3 separate regions of the Cricetulus griseus genome follow, and regions 1 and 2 are each linked to region 3. Evidence: chromatin contacts called from public Hi-C data. All regions are on one chromosome and are shown on one strand. Each heading gives the region's core, a stretch centred on a gene start, on an enhancer-like site or on the middle of the called end of the contact. The rest is flanking DNA. Distances are from core to core; before and after follow the strand shown.

Region 1 (3,287 bases), core at 725-3,224, 72 kb before region 3:
TACAATGGCAGGCTATGAATGGAAAGTCTAAGAATCCAGTAGTTGCTCAGTCCACAAGACTGGATGTCTCAGCTGATCTTCAGTATACATGGGAATCCTGAGGAAGTGGGCTCTAATAACAGTGAAGGAATGGTCTTGCTAGCAAGGCAAGAGCAAGCAGGCAAAGAGCAAAAGCTTCCTTCTTCCACATCCTTATATATTGTCTTCCAGCAGAAGGTAAGGCCCAGATTAAAGGTGCATCTTCCCTCCTCAAGATCCAGATCAAAGGTGTGTGTCTTCCTACTTCAAGGATCTGGACAAGAAGTGGATTCACCCACTTCAAACCTAGCAAAAATAATTTCTCACAGGTGTGCCCTCCATTTCTGTAGTTCATTATAGATGTAGTCAAGTTGACAACCAAGAATAGCCATCATTGTTGAGTGGTGGCGGCGAAGGCCTTTAATCCCAGCGCTCAGGAAGCAGAGGCAGGCAGATCTTTATGAGTTCGAGGTCAGCCTGATCTACAGAGTGAGTTCCAGGACAGCCTCCAAAGCTACACAGAGAAACCCTGTCTTGAAAAACAAAACAAAACAAAACAAACAAAAAGAGAGAGGGAGACAGAGAAGCAACCTCAGGCTTTAACTCATGGCATATGCACGGGGCAGTCTAACACAAATAAATAAATAAATAAATAAATAAATAAATAAATAAATAAATGACCCAGAGACAGATTTTGGAGTTCAAGCTTCAAGCTGAAGATCAGAAAAGCAACACAGCTGGCCACTAGCTCTCACTCTCCCTCAGCTCAGACCAAAGGGGTGATCCTAAGACTGCTCCCAACTTCATTGCTCCTCAGATTCACTCAGACTGTTGTGTTCTCCTCAACATGGCTAGAGACTCCTGAGACTGACTGCTAGCTCCGAGGCCTTGCTCCTGTCTTGTATAACTTCCTAATGCTGAGATTAAAGGCATGTGATCCCAGGTGCTGAGATCACCTTTGTGTGAGCTGTTTTTTTTAGGACTGGATCAATTTTGTGTGGTCAGTGTGGCCTTGAACTAAGAGATTCATGTGCCTCTTAATCCTGAGTCCTGGGATTAAAGGTGTGTACCACCACTGCCTGGCTTCTATAGCTAACTAGTGTGGCTGCTTTGCTATTTTGATCTCCAGTGGCTTTAATAAACCATAAACAATGTATCACCATAGGGCAGCTCATCTCCAAGAAAACAAAGCCCACTTTCCACAGGTATTAGAAAGAGCTAGAAACTAGCTGGGGACACGTATGCATGCATGTATGTATGTATATAGTATGTATGTATGTATATAGTATGTATGTATGTGTGTATGTATGTATGTATGTATGTATATTGTATGTATGTATGTATGTATATAGTATGTATGTATGTGTGTGTGCAGCACTTGGGTACTTGTAAGGCTGAGGAAGGAGGATCAGAAGTTTGAAGTCTGCCTGGATCTGGTTAATTCAAAACTTCAGATCTGGGGTGAGGAATAGAGTGTAAGTTATGGGTTGTTGGTTGGTTGAAGTAGGGTTACAGAAGCCCAGGCTAGCCTTGAGCTGGTTATGTAGTTGAGGCAATCCTCCCCCATCCACTTCCCTTTTGCTGTGGTTATAGATATGTGTCAATGTACCAGAAAGCTCAATTGTGGGTTTTAAGTGGGTTCATGAGTGCTGACCACAATGGGTTGCGTGATGTGTGCAAGCATGTATCTGAGGGTATGCACTCATGCATGTGCAGATTGTCTGCCAAGTCAAGCACTCCTCCTAGGTCACCCTCTGTCACAAGGAGGTGCAGTTCTGTTAAGCAGCTGTAGATGGACACCTTGTGCCACCAGCCTGTGTGGCCCTTAAAATCCCAGCGGGACTTTTTCCTTTCCCAGGAAAGTTGCAGGGTGGCCCAGGCCCAATGAGTCAAGGTCAGGAGGCCACTCTGAGTCAGCCTGGATTCATCTGCCAGCTCAAGGCTTAGACTCGATGGGTGAGTGAGCTGGGATTACCCAGATTTCATCAAACAGGCCCTGCCCATATGTGCTGTCAGACTTGGCCAGGTCCAGGGCCTTGACTGTGAGTGGGTTTTTTGTGTGTGCCCTCATGCATATGGTAACCAGACAACAACCTCGTGTGCTGTTTCTCAGGCACGGTGCACTTTATCTTAAGACAGGATCTCTCACTGGCCTGGAACTCACTGCTTTGGCTAGGTTAGCTGGCCAGTGAGCCCCAAGGTTCCTCCTGTCTCCACACCCCCAACACTGGGCTTACAAATGTACACCCAGCCCCCCACTTTTCTGGGGACTGAACATAGATCCCTGTGCTTATAAGGCAAGTACTTTCCCCTGGAAAAGCAGCAAACACTCTTAACCCCTGAACTATCCTCTGCCCCTGGCTTCTTAAAATTGTTAAACAGGGACTAGGGAAATGGCTCAGGGGTTAAGAGTACTTGCTGCTTTTCCAGAGGACCTGAGTTCAACTCCCAGTACCCATGTTGGGTGGCTCACAACTGCCTATAACTCCAGCTCTAGAGAATCTGGCATCCTCTTCTGGCCTCCATGGACACAGGAAGCATACAGACACTCTTGGTTTGCTACAGAATCTTGGTGCTAGAAAGAACCACAGGGTCTGTGTTCAGAAGACAGTTAACTTCTGCCTTCTGTTAACCTCTCTGATGGATGGATGATCCCTTCTCTGCAGCGTGGATCCTTTAAAGGAGGTGACTGCCCTGAGGTAGCCCAGCCCTTTGGCAATCTTCCTTCTTGCAATAGTTCTTTGTTGGCTGTACTATGGAAGGTTTTCCCAGTAACCCTCAAATTGCAGAAGCTATGGCCAGCCTTGAAGGCGGGAAGCTAACTCTCTGACACAAGATTTGAGCTTTGTGTTTCTGGAGGTAGAACTCAGGGTCTTGGGCACCCTAGGCACACACTGTGAAGCTGAGCCACATCCCCAAGCCCACACTAGAGGATTCTAGGTAATCACACTACCAGTGAACCACGTCTCCAGCCTCTCATTGGCAGATTCTAGGCAAGGGCTCTACCACTGAGCCACACCCCCAGTCCCACACTGGGGGATTCTAGGTAGGTGCTCTACCACTGAGCCACACCCTCAGCCCCTCACTGGGGGTTTCTAGGCAGGTGCTCTACCACTGAGCCACACCCCCAGATCCTCACTGGGGGGTTCTAGGCAGGTGCTCTACCCCTGAGCTGCAGCCATAGCCCCTCACTGAGGCATTCTAGGCAAATGCTCACTCTATCACTGAGCTATATACCCAGCTTTGATTTTGAGCATTTTTTAATCTTT
Region 2 (3,136 bases), core at 560-3,059, 68 kb after region 3:
CTGAAGGCCTGCCTAGTTTACAGAGCCAGTTCAGTCTCGTTGTTACATGGGGAGGTACACATACACACCACGGTAAGGACTCAGCAGAGTCCAGCTTGGTGAGTTGATGACTGCACTAGGGTGATTCACAGGAGGGTGGGTGAGGGGTGATTTAAGTTGCTGTACTGAAAGCCAACTGAAAGCACCAGTGATGCTCGCCTCCCTAGAAGCTGGGCCCGGTTGCTCTCTTGCTCTGTTGTTCTCTGCAGGACTTGCAGGCAGCTTAGCACCCTGGAGCATCTCCTCTCCTCAGCAGTCCATACCTTGTAATCCTGGGAGGGGAGGGGAGCCTTTGTGAATCTGGTAAATTTCAGGATTTCCTGACTTGTGAGTTTCTTATTTCCTGTGTTTTACTGAGATTCCTTTAGAATTTCCTGAGTTTAAATAGGTCTCCCTCTGGTGTAGAATATTTCACTTCCAAGGAAATTGTTTCACAACTGTAGCCTGGGCAAATTAGACTCCATCTCAAAATAAAAAGTTGTTTTTGTTTTTTTAAACCAGGGAGGGATGGGATTGGGCATATGGCTAAAGAAGAACACTTGTCAGTGGGTCAAGGGTCAAGGGCATGGCTCAGTGGTAGAGTGCTTTGCTTTGGCCTATGGGAGGCCTTGGTTCAATCTCAGGTACAATAAACAAATGAATAAAGGAAATGCTAATTTAAAATGCTTATTGTGACTTGGTTACCAGCACTCACAGCTTGTGTATCTGGTTGGAATCTTTTTCCCATGCCTAGTGAGACACAGCCACTCAACTCTTACTCCATGGATTCTAAGTCCACCAGATGCATGTAAATGAGGCTGTCATAGTTCCGAAGTGTATCTGAGCGAATTTATGTGCTCTCCCAGGTACGTTGGGAAAACCGACTCTATAACGATCAGTGTGTGGAACCACAAGAAGATCCACAAGAAGCAGGGGGCTGGCTTCCTCGGCTGCGTGCGGCTGCTCTCCAATGCCATCAGCAGATTGAAAGACACTGGCTGTAAGAACCAAATGCTCTTCCGCCTCTCAGTGCAGCTGGAGAAAGCTAGGAGGCATCTTTTTCTTTCTTTGATTTACTTTGAATGCTGAATACAGAATTCCTGCCTTCCTCCCTAGTTAACCTTTCCTGGGTTAAGTTTTGAATTGTTTGTTTGCAGACCAGCGTTTGGATCTATGCAAACTAAATCCCTCAGATACTGATGCGGTTCGTGGCCAAATAGTGGGTAAGAATTTTCTCATGTGCATAAAGGGCGATTTGATGGAACCCACTGTCCTGCTCCCGGTACTGATGGGGCCAGGCTTCTAGGGCAGACCACATCTGGGCCATCTCTCCAGAACAAGCCTTTCCTCTTGTCTTTTCTCTGGTTCCCTTCATCTTGTCATTGAAACTGAGTTCATGTGACTCCAGTGGAGATGGAGTGTGTGATTTATAAGTGTCATGCCAGTAACCACAAGAATGGACAGTTGACGTTTGTATTGTCCGGGGGTTGATAAGAGCTGAGACCACACGTTGAAGAGCTGAGTTGGGATGGCCACATATGCAGGAGCTGGAATAAATGGCTTCTGGGAAGCCCCATCTTATATGGCAAAAGCAATGACAAATCCAAGTAATGTGATTTATAGCCAGAGGGTTTCGTTGTGTGGCGAGAACGATTAAAATGTGCTCACCATGTTGACCAGAGGCATTCCGATGGAGTGACCTCCGAGTTGCCTGTCCCCTTGCCCACCCTGTTCTTGGCAGTGTCTTAGGGGAAAGCACATGCTGGCCATGTGTACTGACTGCATGGACTCGGGTGGAGCAACAGCCAGGCTGAGTCACTCTGCAACTCCAGATGCCTCAGGTCCCAAGACAGTGAGCAGCGTATCCACCCTGGCAACGGCTTATCGATGACACTCACATGCAATGCATTCCCACCTGGAGTCTCTTCTTTCCTCTGTGGAGGGATGTCAGGGGCGGAAACCACACAATTGAAAACTTAGGAGTAAAACCACTTTCTTGTCCTTGCCAGTGAGGCCAGACATGAATGTTTCTTTATACTGAACATGACTGTGGGCACTGAAGATGTCCTTTGTACCTCCACTAAACATAAACCAGGTCTTCTTAAAATTGGAGGCTAGTGTAATGGGATTACACAGTGTTCGGTAGCTGTATGGGGGGCAGGGAGCAGGAGAGCCTCAGCAGCTTCTCTGCTCTCTGCTTTCAAGGACTGTTGAAACAGTGTGTGGGGTTTGCAGCTGTTGGCCCGAGATGCTTCACACTGAAGCCTCAGTGTGTGTGTGTGTGTGTGTGTGTGTGTGTGTGTGTGTGTGTGTAAACTCACTTTCTTTTTATGATACTTGGATATATGTTATAGGGTGTCAGTGGCTCACTGTGTGGCAGGGTGTAGAGCAACCCTTGGTTCTAATGTAAGCTCTTCTTTTCTGTTGTAGTCAGTTTACAGACCCGAGACAGAATAGGCAGTGGAGGGTCGGTGGTGGACTGCAGGGGACTGCTAGAAAATGAAGGGTACGTATGCCTACCGTGATGCCAGCCATGTTCTTTGTCCCCATAGGAAAGAACCTGTGAACCTTATACTGCTGTGGAGGGTAAAACTGTTCCAGACTACTAGTTTATGAAGGAAGGTGTAGCTACCCCAGGGATTAGGTCCCCCCACAATATGTGACTCTGTGTGTGTGTGTGTGTGTGTGTGTGTGTGTGTGTGTGTGTACGCGCGCGCGCCACCCACCTTGGGTTTTTTTAAGATTTATTTATTTACTTTGTATGTGTTGGTGTTTTGCCTGAATGTATGTCTGCGTGAGGATGTTGGATCCCTTGTAACTGGAGTTACAGACAGTTGTGAGCTGCCATGTGGGTTCTGGGAATTGAACCTGGGTCCTCTGGAAGTGCTCTTAACTGCCGAGCCATCTCTCTGGCCCCCACCTAGGATTTTGAAAAAGGTCTTTCACTGGCTTGGGACTCACTAGTTAGCCAAGGCTGCCCAACCAGTGAGCCCCAGTGAGCACTGTTTCCTCCATGCATACACTAGCTGGGCTTTGAACTTGGGTCCTCATGCTTGCACAGTATGTACTCTACCCTCTGAGCATCACTCCAGGCCTTAGACTTTGTTTCAATCATGAT
Region 3 (3,204 bases), core at 338-2,837:
ACTTGTTGTGGGGCTGGAGAAATGGCTCAGTGGTTAGAGTACCTTCTGGTGTTCCAGAAGACCCAGAATTCAATTCCCAGAACCCACATGGCAGCTCACAAGTGTCTGTGACTACTGTTCCAGGGGCTTTGACACCATTACACAGTCTTCACACTAATGCACTAAAATAAAATTAAATAAATTATGTACACAAAAGAGTATTTGTTGCTCTTCCAGAGGACCTGAGTTCAGTTCCCAGTACCCTCACATGGTAGTTCACAACCACTCGTTTCAGATCCAGCACCCTCTGATGTACATATAAACACACATGCAAAACACTCATATGTAGATTAAAAAATATCTAAAACCCCCACAAGACTCAGTTTTTCATGCTTGCACAACAAACACTTTATCAATGGAGCTATCATACCAACCCTCATCAAAGACTCTTAAATGGATTTATTCTGACCTAGGGTCTCAATCTCAATGACAGCTGCCTAGAAAATGAGACAGAGCTAGCGTCTGGATTAACTGTTGCTCATATACTGTTCCTTTTCTTAGACAATTCACTACAGCTATTTGAAACTCTGGGCTGCACAGGGTCATAGAAACAAAACAAACCACTAGGGTAAGGCCAGGTGGGTTGTGGTACAGGCTGGTAATCAGGAAGCTGAGGCAGGAGGATCACAAGTTCGAGGCCAGCTTGGTCTAAAAATGAGCCTCTGTCTCCAAAGAGGGTGGCTAAGTGCTGTGGGTAACAGGGCTAAGGAAGCCACATAAACTCTGTCTATGAAAAGAATTAGGTTCATATCAGATGTGAGTTAGGTAAACATACCCAGCCTTTTCAAGAACGTTTTATTTCCTCTCTAGAATGTGTTACCATAGAGATGGGTTTGCTTGCTGGGGAAAACACAGCTTTTACTTTTTTACCTGCCTGCCTCTCTAGGGGCGCACACGCGCGCGGGGTGTGTGTGTTTCACCCGAAGGCAGGGAATCGCAAATCCCACTGCTTACCTTCCTAGGTTAGTTTAATTGCATGCAGGTCCCTAACCACAAAACCACACACCTCTCCAGTTTACATCACTCATCTAGTTTAGCTGGTCCATATGCCTCACTTCCTGAGGGTCTAGCCACTTTGTCAATCGAATACACCAGTTGCACAGGGCACACCCGATCATTGTGGAAAGTCCTCTCTTGGAACTTGCAGGATCTAAACGTTATTTTCTCAAAAATGATATCGCGTGCCCGTGGGCGCACGCGCGCAAGGTGCTTGGGGTTTCACACAATCCTCTGGCTTCCATCAGGAAAAAGTCCGACTCTAGAAAAATAATTCGATTTCCCAAATCGTTGCACAAGCAAATCAGTTCGTTCCGAGATTGTGGCTAAGAAGTGCTCCGCGAGCGGGATGTCTGTTTCAAGAATCTCCACGGGCTGCAGAAACCTAGTAGCTCCCTGAACCTTCGCGTGCGCGCCCAGGACGAACGCTGTCGGCGTAGCGCCGTGCTCCTCGGGCGCGCGCACGCATGCACGCACGCAAGCGCGGGGCCGCGCAGGGCCGGGCCGGCACGGCGACGGGCGCGCGCAGCTCGGGAGGCGGCGGCGGAAGCAGCGAGGGCGGCGGGCGTCCGGCTGCGAGCGCGGCGGCTCCGGGCTGGCGGCCAGGGGCGGCTCCGGGCGGCGGCGCAGCCGAGCGCTCCGTCCTGCGGCTCCAGCCCGCGGCTCCCGTCCGACGCCTGCGCCGCTCACTCGGCGTCCCGGCTCGGACCCCGGCACCCCAGCCCGTGGCCGTAACCTTGAGGCGGCGGCGGGGCCGGGCCGGGCCGGCTGGGGGCGGCGGCGCTGGATCCAAGGCCGGCCGGCCGCTGGCGGGAGATGTCGAACCCCGGGACGCGTAGGAACGGCTCTAGCATCAAGATCCGTCTGACAGGTAGGCACTACAGGGCCGCGGCCCTCGCGCCCCCAGGCGGTCCCAGGGACCTCGAGGACTCCCACCCCGCCGCACCGGCCGTTGTCCCGGGACCGCCGCACCCCCCACGGCGTGCGCCCCTCGCTCCCTTTCCCGGCCCCGCCCCCCCGGCTGCTCTGCAGGCGCCGCCCCCGCCGCCCAGTACCCTCCCTCTGCATCAGGCCCCACCCCCGGCCATCAGGCCCCGCCCGCTGCGGCAGCCCCGCCCTCTTGCATCTAGCCCCGCCCCTATTGATCCGCAGATCCTCCCCCTTTCGTAACCAGGTTCAGCCCTCGACTGTTCTGCAGACTCCCGCCCCCTCCCCCCACAGGCTCCACCTCTTTACTTTGTAGCCTTGGTGCCCCGCCCTCTGGCTCCTCCCTCTGCATTATTCCCCGCCTGCTAATTTCTCTGCAGTTGGTTTTTTCTGCTTCAAGCCCTACTTGCTGTTCATCCTTCTGTCGGGCTCCACCCCCAACCCCCGCTGATCCTCGGTAGGTACTGCCTCCGGCTCCTCCCTCTTTATCAGGTCCTCCCCTCACCGTTCACACTCTGCCCACACCTACCGTCATTTGCATATGGGCCCCGCCCCCTAACTGCCTCCCTCTGCCCCTAACCTTACCCCTCTGCTTCAGGTCCCGCCCCCTAGCTCCCCTCTCCAGGACCATCCCCTAGCTCTCCTTTCTGCCCTACCCCTACCCTCAGCTGCATAGAGGTCCCGCCCCTCGGGGTCCCCCACCGGCTCTCTTGTGACCCTCTCTATATCCTGCCCCAGGCACCCTCTGTCCCACATCTGCCCCTCCCTGCTCTTCTCCAGGCCTTGTGCCTGGCTCCCTCAGCTCCACACCCACTTTCAACTTCATGTAGGTCCCGCCCCCTCGCTGCACCTTTTGCTCTTCCCACCCTCACCTCAGATTTTCATCATCCATTTCTTCACTCACCATCCTCCTACCTGCTATCCCTCTCTAGTCCCACACCTTACTACCCTCCCACCTGTCTGCTGTCTTTTTCCCTTGTAGCTTCTCATCTCTTCGCCTCCTTTCTTCCTTCACCACTGTGTTCTCTGACCTTCTCACTTCTCCCTCCTGGTATCCCGAGAATCGCCCCCCCCCCCCCCACTGGCCTGCTTTGATCCTCTCTTTGCTCTCCTACCTCCTCACTCCCTCCCCATCTCCATCTTTCTAGGGGCCTTCCCCCCTCTTGGCCCCGCCCCCTCCGCTGCCCAAGCCCCTCCCCTTGTTTCTGTCTGATCCCGCCCTCGATTATCTTTCAGTCCCGC

Evidence for each region. A called contact is a pair of places that touch in the nucleus more often than the background predicts.
Region 1: a Hi-C map of the CHO-K1 cell line shows a contact between it and region 3, with 4 times the contacts expected there. The contact joins the enhancer-like site here to the promoter of Smurf1 in region 3. A contact is called at or near these places in 4 of 8 Hi-C or Micro-C datasets (the CHK-Q cell line, the CHO-K1 cell line and fibroblasts).
Region 2: a Hi-C map of fibroblasts shows a contact between it and region 3, with 2.8 times the contacts expected there. The contact joins the enhancer-like site here to the promoter of Smurf1 in region 3. A contact is called at or near these places in 4 of 8 Hi-C or Micro-C datasets (the CHO-K1 cell line, fibroblasts and liver).

Annotation. Positions count from the first base shown.
Region 1 is chr4:81,447,113-81,450,399 of CriGri-PICRH-1.0, reverse strand. No RefSeq gene overlaps it. Among named protein-coding and RNA genes, the nearest start is that of Arpc1a, 20 kb to the left of the region's middle. Within about 2 kb of position 1,974, at least 4 of the 6 cell types and tissues checked have open chromatin away from gene starts, as enhancers often do. A contact at or near this core is called in the CHO-K1 cell line and fibroblasts, where this site is marked.
Region 2 is chr4:81,306,319-81,309,454 of CriGri-PICRH-1.0, reverse strand. Smurf1 (E3 ubiquitin-protein ligase SMURF1) reads left to right here. Exons shown (of 17, transcript XM_027413618.2): 4 at 885-1,018; 5 at 2,449-2,524. Among named protein-coding and RNA genes, the nearest start is that of Smurf1, 68 kb to the left of the region's middle. Within about 2 kb of position 1,809, at least 2 of the 6 cell types and tissues checked have open chromatin away from gene starts, as enhancers often do. A contact at or near this core is called in the CHO-K1 cell line and fibroblasts, where this site is marked.
Region 3 is chr4:81,374,508-81,377,711 of CriGri-PICRH-1.0, reverse strand. It overlaps Smurf1 (E3 ubiquitin-protein ligase SMURF1), which reads left to right and starts at 1,587. Exons shown (of 17, transcript XM_027413618.2): 1 at 1,587-1,906. The coding sequence starts at 1,852.